Regions from separate parts of the Hordeum vulgare genome. Here region 2 is linked to region 1. A link is a contact called in public Hi-C data. All regions are on one chromosome and are shown on one strand. Each heading gives the region's core, a stretch centred on a gene start, on an enhancer-like site or on the middle of the called end of the contact. The rest is flanking DNA. Distances are from core to core; before and after follow the strand shown. Region 1 holds the start of LOC123410529 (ankyrin repeat-containing protein At5g02620-like). Region 2 holds the start of LOC123412578.

Evidence for each region. Hi-C and Micro-C count contacts between places; a contact is called where the count stands out from the background.
Region 2: a contact with region 1 is called in a Hi-C map of seedling, with 5 times the contacts expected there. The contact joins the promoter of LOC123412578 here to the promoter of LOC123410529 in region 1. A contact is called at or near these places in 2 of 6 Hi-C or Micro-C datasets (leaf and seedling).

What each region holds. Positions count from the first base shown.
Region 1 is chr7H:222,974,836-222,978,335 of MorexV3_pseudomolecules_assembly, reverse strand. It overlaps LOC123410529 (ankyrin repeat-containing protein At5g02620-like), which reads right to left and starts at 1,729. Exons shown (of 4, transcript XM_045103477.1): 1 at 1,412-1,729; 2 at 622-1,245. The coding sequence starts at 988.
Region 2 is chr7H:223,616,578-223,620,077 of MorexV3_pseudomolecules_assembly, reverse strand. LOC123412578 reads left to right here and starts at 1,767. Exons shown (of 16, transcript XM_045105528.1): 1 at 1,767-2,116; 2 at 2,235-2,288; 3 at 2,390-2,623; 4 at 3,394-3,492. The coding sequence starts at 2,045.

The DNA.
Region 1 (3,500 bases), core at 480-2,979:
CAAGCAAGTCATTGCAGTTATGATTTATGATTGTAATTCGATCTCCACTACCAAAAAGTCAACAATCAGAATGATATAAGTTCCAGTAGAATAAAGCAGAGTGAGATAAGATCTAACTAGTGGTTGCATTATATCCAACGTGCACAACACAACTACGACTATCTCTTACACATCACACCATAACTTCTTTGAGAATAATCCAGAATTTCCCTACCACTCATAAATCAGGACTGCTGGTGCTACTGAGAAACTCAACTTGTCAGTTGCCACATACTAGTACATAAAATAGTCAAGATTAGAGTCTAAATAAAATCTGGTATGCATTATTTTCAGACATTAATGAGAAAAGAGGATAGCCACGGAATAATTGATGTTAGCACTTGTTCTTAGATGAAATATCATGAACAAAATCAATGTTCTTGTTGTGAGCACTAGTATGCCACCAACTCAATCAGACAAGAAGAGACATTTTTCGACCCAGAGCAATCTACTCACTGCACCAAAATCTATGCCCACATCCTGAATACAAAGACCTCTAAGGAATCATCTCACAGGCTTGGATTGAAATGAATTATCAGAACAAACAATATGCCGGTCTGGTGACAAGGAAAAAAAGGTTACCCAGATGGCCCTGCTTGGCCGCGATGTGGAAGGCGTCGAAGCTGTTGCTGGCCTTGATCCCCGCCGTCTGCATATCGGACACCTTCAGGATCTCGCGCACCACCTCGGTGTGCCCCTTGTCGGCGGCCACGTACAGCGCCGTCTCCCCGTCCTGGTTCGGCCGGGCGGCCAGTTCGCCGGCCAGCTCCCGGCCGGGTTCGGCAAGGATCCTCTGGACGTTGGAGACGTTGCCGGCCCTCGCCGCGAGGTGGAGCGGCGTGTCACCGCGCTTGCCGGGACTGTCCTTGCTCCGCCTGAAGTTGTCCATTCCCCGGAAGCTCTTGAGCTTCTCCAGCGCGCCCAGGCGGAAGCTGGTCTGCCTCTCCATGTCCAAGCCCAAGAATCAACCAGACGTGACCGGAGGGATTCCTGTTCTTGGGAAAATCCAGGTAACCCCTTGCCTCACCAACTCCGGTGATTACGGTTGCTTCTCTTGATTCCTACGGACCTGAGATTGTGATCGCGAAAAATTCAAGACTTGCCTTCTCTGATTTACAGGAGGCAAAGGCTGCCTTGGACCAACCGTTGCAAGCACTGGGATCCCCACCAATCAATAGCCTTGGGCCATGAACACAGCACCTGATACTGCAAGGGGGAGAAGACAAATCTCAGCATTCTTGCCAGCTTTTGGCACGGCGGCCGATCCTAACAAAGAACATCTCCAAGAACCGAAGATGAACGAGAAAAGCTATGAAATTCAAACCTACAAACTGAGACAGGAGAAAAGGAAAAAATAAAAATGAAACCTTACCAATTTCCCCCCAGAAGCCAGTGCACCAAGGAAACAAAACCAGATGATTGATGCTAGAGCTCCCAAAACCCCAGGCTCTCTTGCGCCGGTCGCCACGAACCCAGATGGCAGGCAGGACCTTCCAATGAGCCAAGAAAAGAGAAGGGAACCAAGGTCCAGTGGGAATCTTGGACCTCTCCTAGCTTTTATTCTTCTCGTTTGTTGGCTGGCTCCTCTCCTATCCTAGAGCTCACTTTCAGGGTTCACCACCTCTGCTTGGCCTCTTTCCACCCCCAAGTGCAGTACGGTTTGTTTCTTGCATTTCTGGGAATAATTAACTGCGCAAGTTGGCCGTCTCTATTGGTTCCCATTTTCTTTTCATGTTCATTTTTCAAATTCATGCTGGAGCTCCCACTAGCTCGATAATAAAAATATAATAACAATAATAATGATAATACTAAATAATAATTATGATAACAGTAAGCTATTATGTATTACTCCTTCCGTGTAATTTAGTTATCGCTCAAACAAATGTATCCTGTGGAAGCATGTTAAAAAATATAGGCACAAAACAGTTTTCAGTCATAAGGATTACATAGTCGAGTTGGTCATTTTTGTACTTACTTCCTTAGTTCTTAAATATTTTTTTTTTAGAGATTTCATTAAAACTATATATAAAATAAAATAAAAGAATCTATAGTCTAAAATATGTCTATATGTAGATTTGTATGTAATTTTTTTAATAAGTAAAAAGACTTATATTTAGAAATGGAGAAAGTATATGTAATCAATCCAGTTTCACTTTCCCTATTTGAAGGATCCAGTGGAGGCGTATGTGAACATAAAAAACACTTGTTATTAGAGTATAAAAAAGAAAACGGAAAACAGTTGTACTTCTGGTTTATAAAACATCGAAATGGCCATACCTTACACGTGATGCCGACAAGATTCTTTTAGGCCCCACCTGTCAACGTGACATTATAGGTAGCTCTTCTTTGAATGCATACACGTATGTATAGGTGAAGGTGCACATGCTGCCTTGTGTGGGCTCCGGCCGGCAGCCGAAAGCCGCCAAAAGCCCAATCACTTGAGAGCACAAGAATACAACACATTGCATGTGGCCGCCCTGCCTCCCCCAGCATTAAATATACAGTACAAATAATGGTTTGTCACGAATTACCATCCTAGTACAATGATATATCCCCTTCGTGTTTATTTACTTGACATATTAGCTTTGTGTCTAGTCGAACTTTTTAAACTTTAACCCAAGTTATACAAAAAAAAATAAGATCCAAAATACCAAATCAAATAAGATCGAAATCGTCATTAAATATATTTTCATATCATATATATTTTTTATTGTGAAATTATGGATTATTTAAAAAAATTGACTTAAGCTTAAGCTAATATGCGTAAAATGGAGGGAGTATATATTTATGTATGGAGTGGGGGGGGGGGGGAAACACAAGCTGGGGCCAAACGATGGGTACCTCTTAAAGTGTGTCCTTCGCCTCACTTCACTTTGAAGTTGAGAATGACAGCCCCACGAGAAAAAAATAAAAAAAAATGTTACTCTGTAGGTATGAGTACAAAATGAGCAACAATGACTAGAAACAATCATTTGAGATTTATTAAAAATTTTAGCAAAAAGAGTATCTGTATTATAACAGAGGAAACATATTAGGACATGACCAATGCATAGTCCCAGATTGATGTTCCATATGCCTCGGATATAAATTTGGATGGTGTAGCAAGATCCTCTGTAAAAGGTTGGTGCTTTAGAAAAAAAAGTGTGATCTGATGCAAAAACTAAAAAATTAGAATGGAAAATAGAAATGCATGTGTACCAAAGTCTTTATATTTTCTTTTATGAAACTCACTAATATTGAATTGGAAAGGAAAAATCGATGTAAATGTTTCAAGCTCTTTTTTATCACGGGCTTATACATACACCACCATTATACTTGCCCTTAGTTTGCACTTTTGCAGCTATTCACAAGTATGGATGCATAGTGGCCACCTTAATGCTTGCATGAGAGATTGGAATGTTAGATACGAAAGAACATACAAAATCACAGATAAACTTTGAAATTGAATACAGAGTATGTAT
Region 2 (3,500 bases), core at 518-3,017, 640 kb before region 1:
GTCAATCACATCATTCTACTAATGATGTGATCCCGTTATCAAATGACAACTCATGTCTATGGCGAGGAAATCTTAGCCATCTTTGATCAACGAGCTAGTCTAGTAGAGACATACTAAGGACACTTTGTTGTCTATGTACCCACACATGTATTTGAGTTTTCAATCAATATAATTATAGTATGGTAATAAACGATTATCATGAACAAGGAACTATGATAATAATTAATTTATTATTGCCTCAAGGGCATATTTCCAACAATGGGGCCCCGATGGGTCCTCTCTGGCCCATTATGGCTTCATAATTATTCAAATAATTATTCATATATATAGGACTCCTCTTTTATACTCCCAAGGCACCACGTGCCCAGGAGTACATACTCTTAGGAATACCGACCTATTTTCCTATATATATTGAAATAATTATTCAAAAATCCATGCTACGTTTTGAGCTCTGGAGAATTATTTTTTCTTGTGTTGCATTTTATGTCCATAATTCCAGCTCTCCGGTAATCCACTCTCTTTGTACTCCTTGCATTTTAAGAGATAAAATACATTAGAATTCCATGAAATGATGTCATTGAATCTGCATAAGTTATAGTAAAAAATAATGATACAGAATGGACGTATCAATGTGTCACTGAATTCAGGACCTTAGGCCATTAGCTAGGTTGTTTAATAAAACATAGAAACTGAAAAAAAATTAGGGGAAGAACTTTACGAAACATGACCAAGTTGTTCTAAGGAAACTTGTCCTAAATTTTACCATCATCGTGTGAAAAGATTTATGAAATGTCCTTTAGAAGAATTGTTGGAGTTGTTCTAATGCAAGATACCAAACATGCCCTCTATATTGAATTTTTTTTCTTACAATAGATCGCGACTCCTCTCTCACGATCATAAAAAGAGGTGCATTTTCCAGATACATGACACTCGCTAGCAATCCCACCGCCCCTTCCCCTACGATCACCATCTTGGCATCGTGAGGGTGAGGGGAGCCCCGGTTTCTTGTTCGAGTGTGTTTTAGTCCTAGGGTTTCTAGGTTCCGAGTTTCCTCCGTCGATGTCATGGTGGGGCAGATGCCGATGGTGCTCATAGGAATAATGATCTCCAAGCCCGCGCTCTTGCTCGTTGGAGGTGTGGTTGGTGCGGGGAAGAGTCTTGTGGAGTCCAAGCTATTGAAATGCGATAGTCATGACTAATGCGGATATGCACAAGACGATGGAGGATCCGACCGCCTATTGTAAGGTGGGTTGGCGTTGGCCTTGGACTCGTAGGTGAAGAGGCTCACAGTCAATGTTCTTTACGGGTATAGATCCAATGTTCCGTAGTTGGGACTATTGTGGTTCGTTAATGCCTCCTCGTCAAGGGTTTCTTCAACGCCAAAGTTGTGGACCACCTTTCTTTTTCGACGACGGCGAAGGTCATGATTTGTTAATAGTTACAGCAAGGACATATGCAACAGTGATACAACCGTTTGTACCCTTGTTGATATTTTCTGTTGCTTGTATGTGTAACATATTTATATCACTATTACTCCCTGTGTATCACAATACTTGTTGTTCGAAAAACAAGAGGAAATATTATGAATACAAGTAATATATGAATACTGAAGTACAGTACATCTTAAGAAGTACATTTCTTACGGCACACAAGAGGCAATCATGCAACATCGCACAAGTATGTCTCGGGCCCTGAATCCCTGACAGATTGACCCCACCACCAGATCACTAGTACGAATCACATAGACACACTCCTCCTCTCGGGGTCTCTACTCCCTGTGCTTTCCATCCCGGCATCCCGCCGCCTCCTCTCCCACAATCGCACGCCCCGCACAAATCCCCCCCCCCCCCCCCCCCCGGAGAATTTCCGATCGCCTCATCCGCAGCTCGCGTAAAACCCTAGCCCCTCCCCCCATCGGCCTCCAGCCGCGGTTCGTTCGGGCTTCCTCACGGCGGGCCTCGCCGCGAGGACTAAACCCTAGCCCCGCCGCCAGATCCCGATCCGGCGCGGTGGGAGCCGGTCCGGACCCCGCCAGCGACGCGAAATGGAGGCCGCGGCGGCGCGCAAGGAGTGGCGCGCCGTCCCCGACGCCCCGCTCCGCACCAATGGCGCCGAGGTCGTCCCCCCCGCCGCCTCGGTCCACCCGCACGGCAAAAACCCTTTCTTTCCCCTCACCGCCGTCCGTCTGTCTCTCATGCTGCGTCTCCGTCTTGTTTGTATTGGTGTTTCTTTAGGATGCCGCGGAGCGCATGAAGATGGCGCAGTCCGAGGGCAGGGCCATCTACCAGGTATGCGTGTGTGTGTGTGCTATCTTCCTCGCAGCAATGCACCTTTGCTTGGTTGATTTTGGCGTGGTTTGAATAGGCGGCGGATTGGGTTCTTGGTGCAGGATGAGTCGGGAGGGCTGGACGACTTCTGCTCGATCACCATCGATGGGAGCGGTGGGCTCAGCGATGACATCCTGCAGCAGCGCCTGCAGAGCATCGTGCGGCAGCGGGAGGAGCTGCAGCAGGTCGAGATCGATCTGCGCGCACAGGCCATCGCCCACCCACAGATCATCGAGGTGCAGCGCCGATTCGGGGAGGCTACCAAGGAGCATGTAGTAGCAGCTGAAAAGCTCAAGGTTGTGTCTCTTTCCCTTTTATTTATGTGCCGGGTCTTTCCCAACTCACTAGGCTGCAACAAGTACTCGTGACTTGTTCATTGCAGACGGCATGGTATATACGGAGTACTGCTTAGTGGTTGCTTGGGAAGTAGTACATTCTACTGATTATTTTGAGAGCCATATTGGTAGACAGCTATCTACCACCTTTTTGGTGATTGCGCTGTAGCTCGCTGTTATTTTGGTTTTCTCTAACTGCCGAGTTCTGTGTTATGTTGACAAGAGATGGTGTATCTCTGTAGGATTCCTTTCTTGTATTTGTACGGTTCACCTTTTTTGTGTGGTTATCTGCTGATGAGAAATGAATGGTGGTTAATGGCCTAAATGCTCGGAAGATAGTTACGTGATGCACACATGTAGGTTCGTTACACTGCTATATAGGTAGTTTGGTACCCCCTCTGACTACAAAAATTTGGCACCCACGCTTTTCAAGATTTGACTTTGACCATGAATTTAGCTAATGAAATGTATCCAAAAGGATTTTCCAATGAATTTCCCCCCTACTTACATTGTCTACGTATGCCTTCCTTTTTGAGTCGTTGGCAGTAGGATGCAAGGCAGCTTCAGATTAGCTTATCTGCCTTCTGGTCTGACTTCAACTAACACATTTTCTTGGGTGTTACCTTGTGTTGTTTCAGTTACACATGTAGCATCTAGTCTGGTGATATAATTGAAGCAGAACTTATGTTGTCCTTGTCACGGGAAACAAAACTGATGTTCATATTTAACAGGAACAACTACATGAACGGGAGAAGTACATTCTTGAGCTGGAAATGAAATTGAATGATACACATAGGGAATTGGATACTTTGAAGATTGACCATCAAGCGGTTGGTGG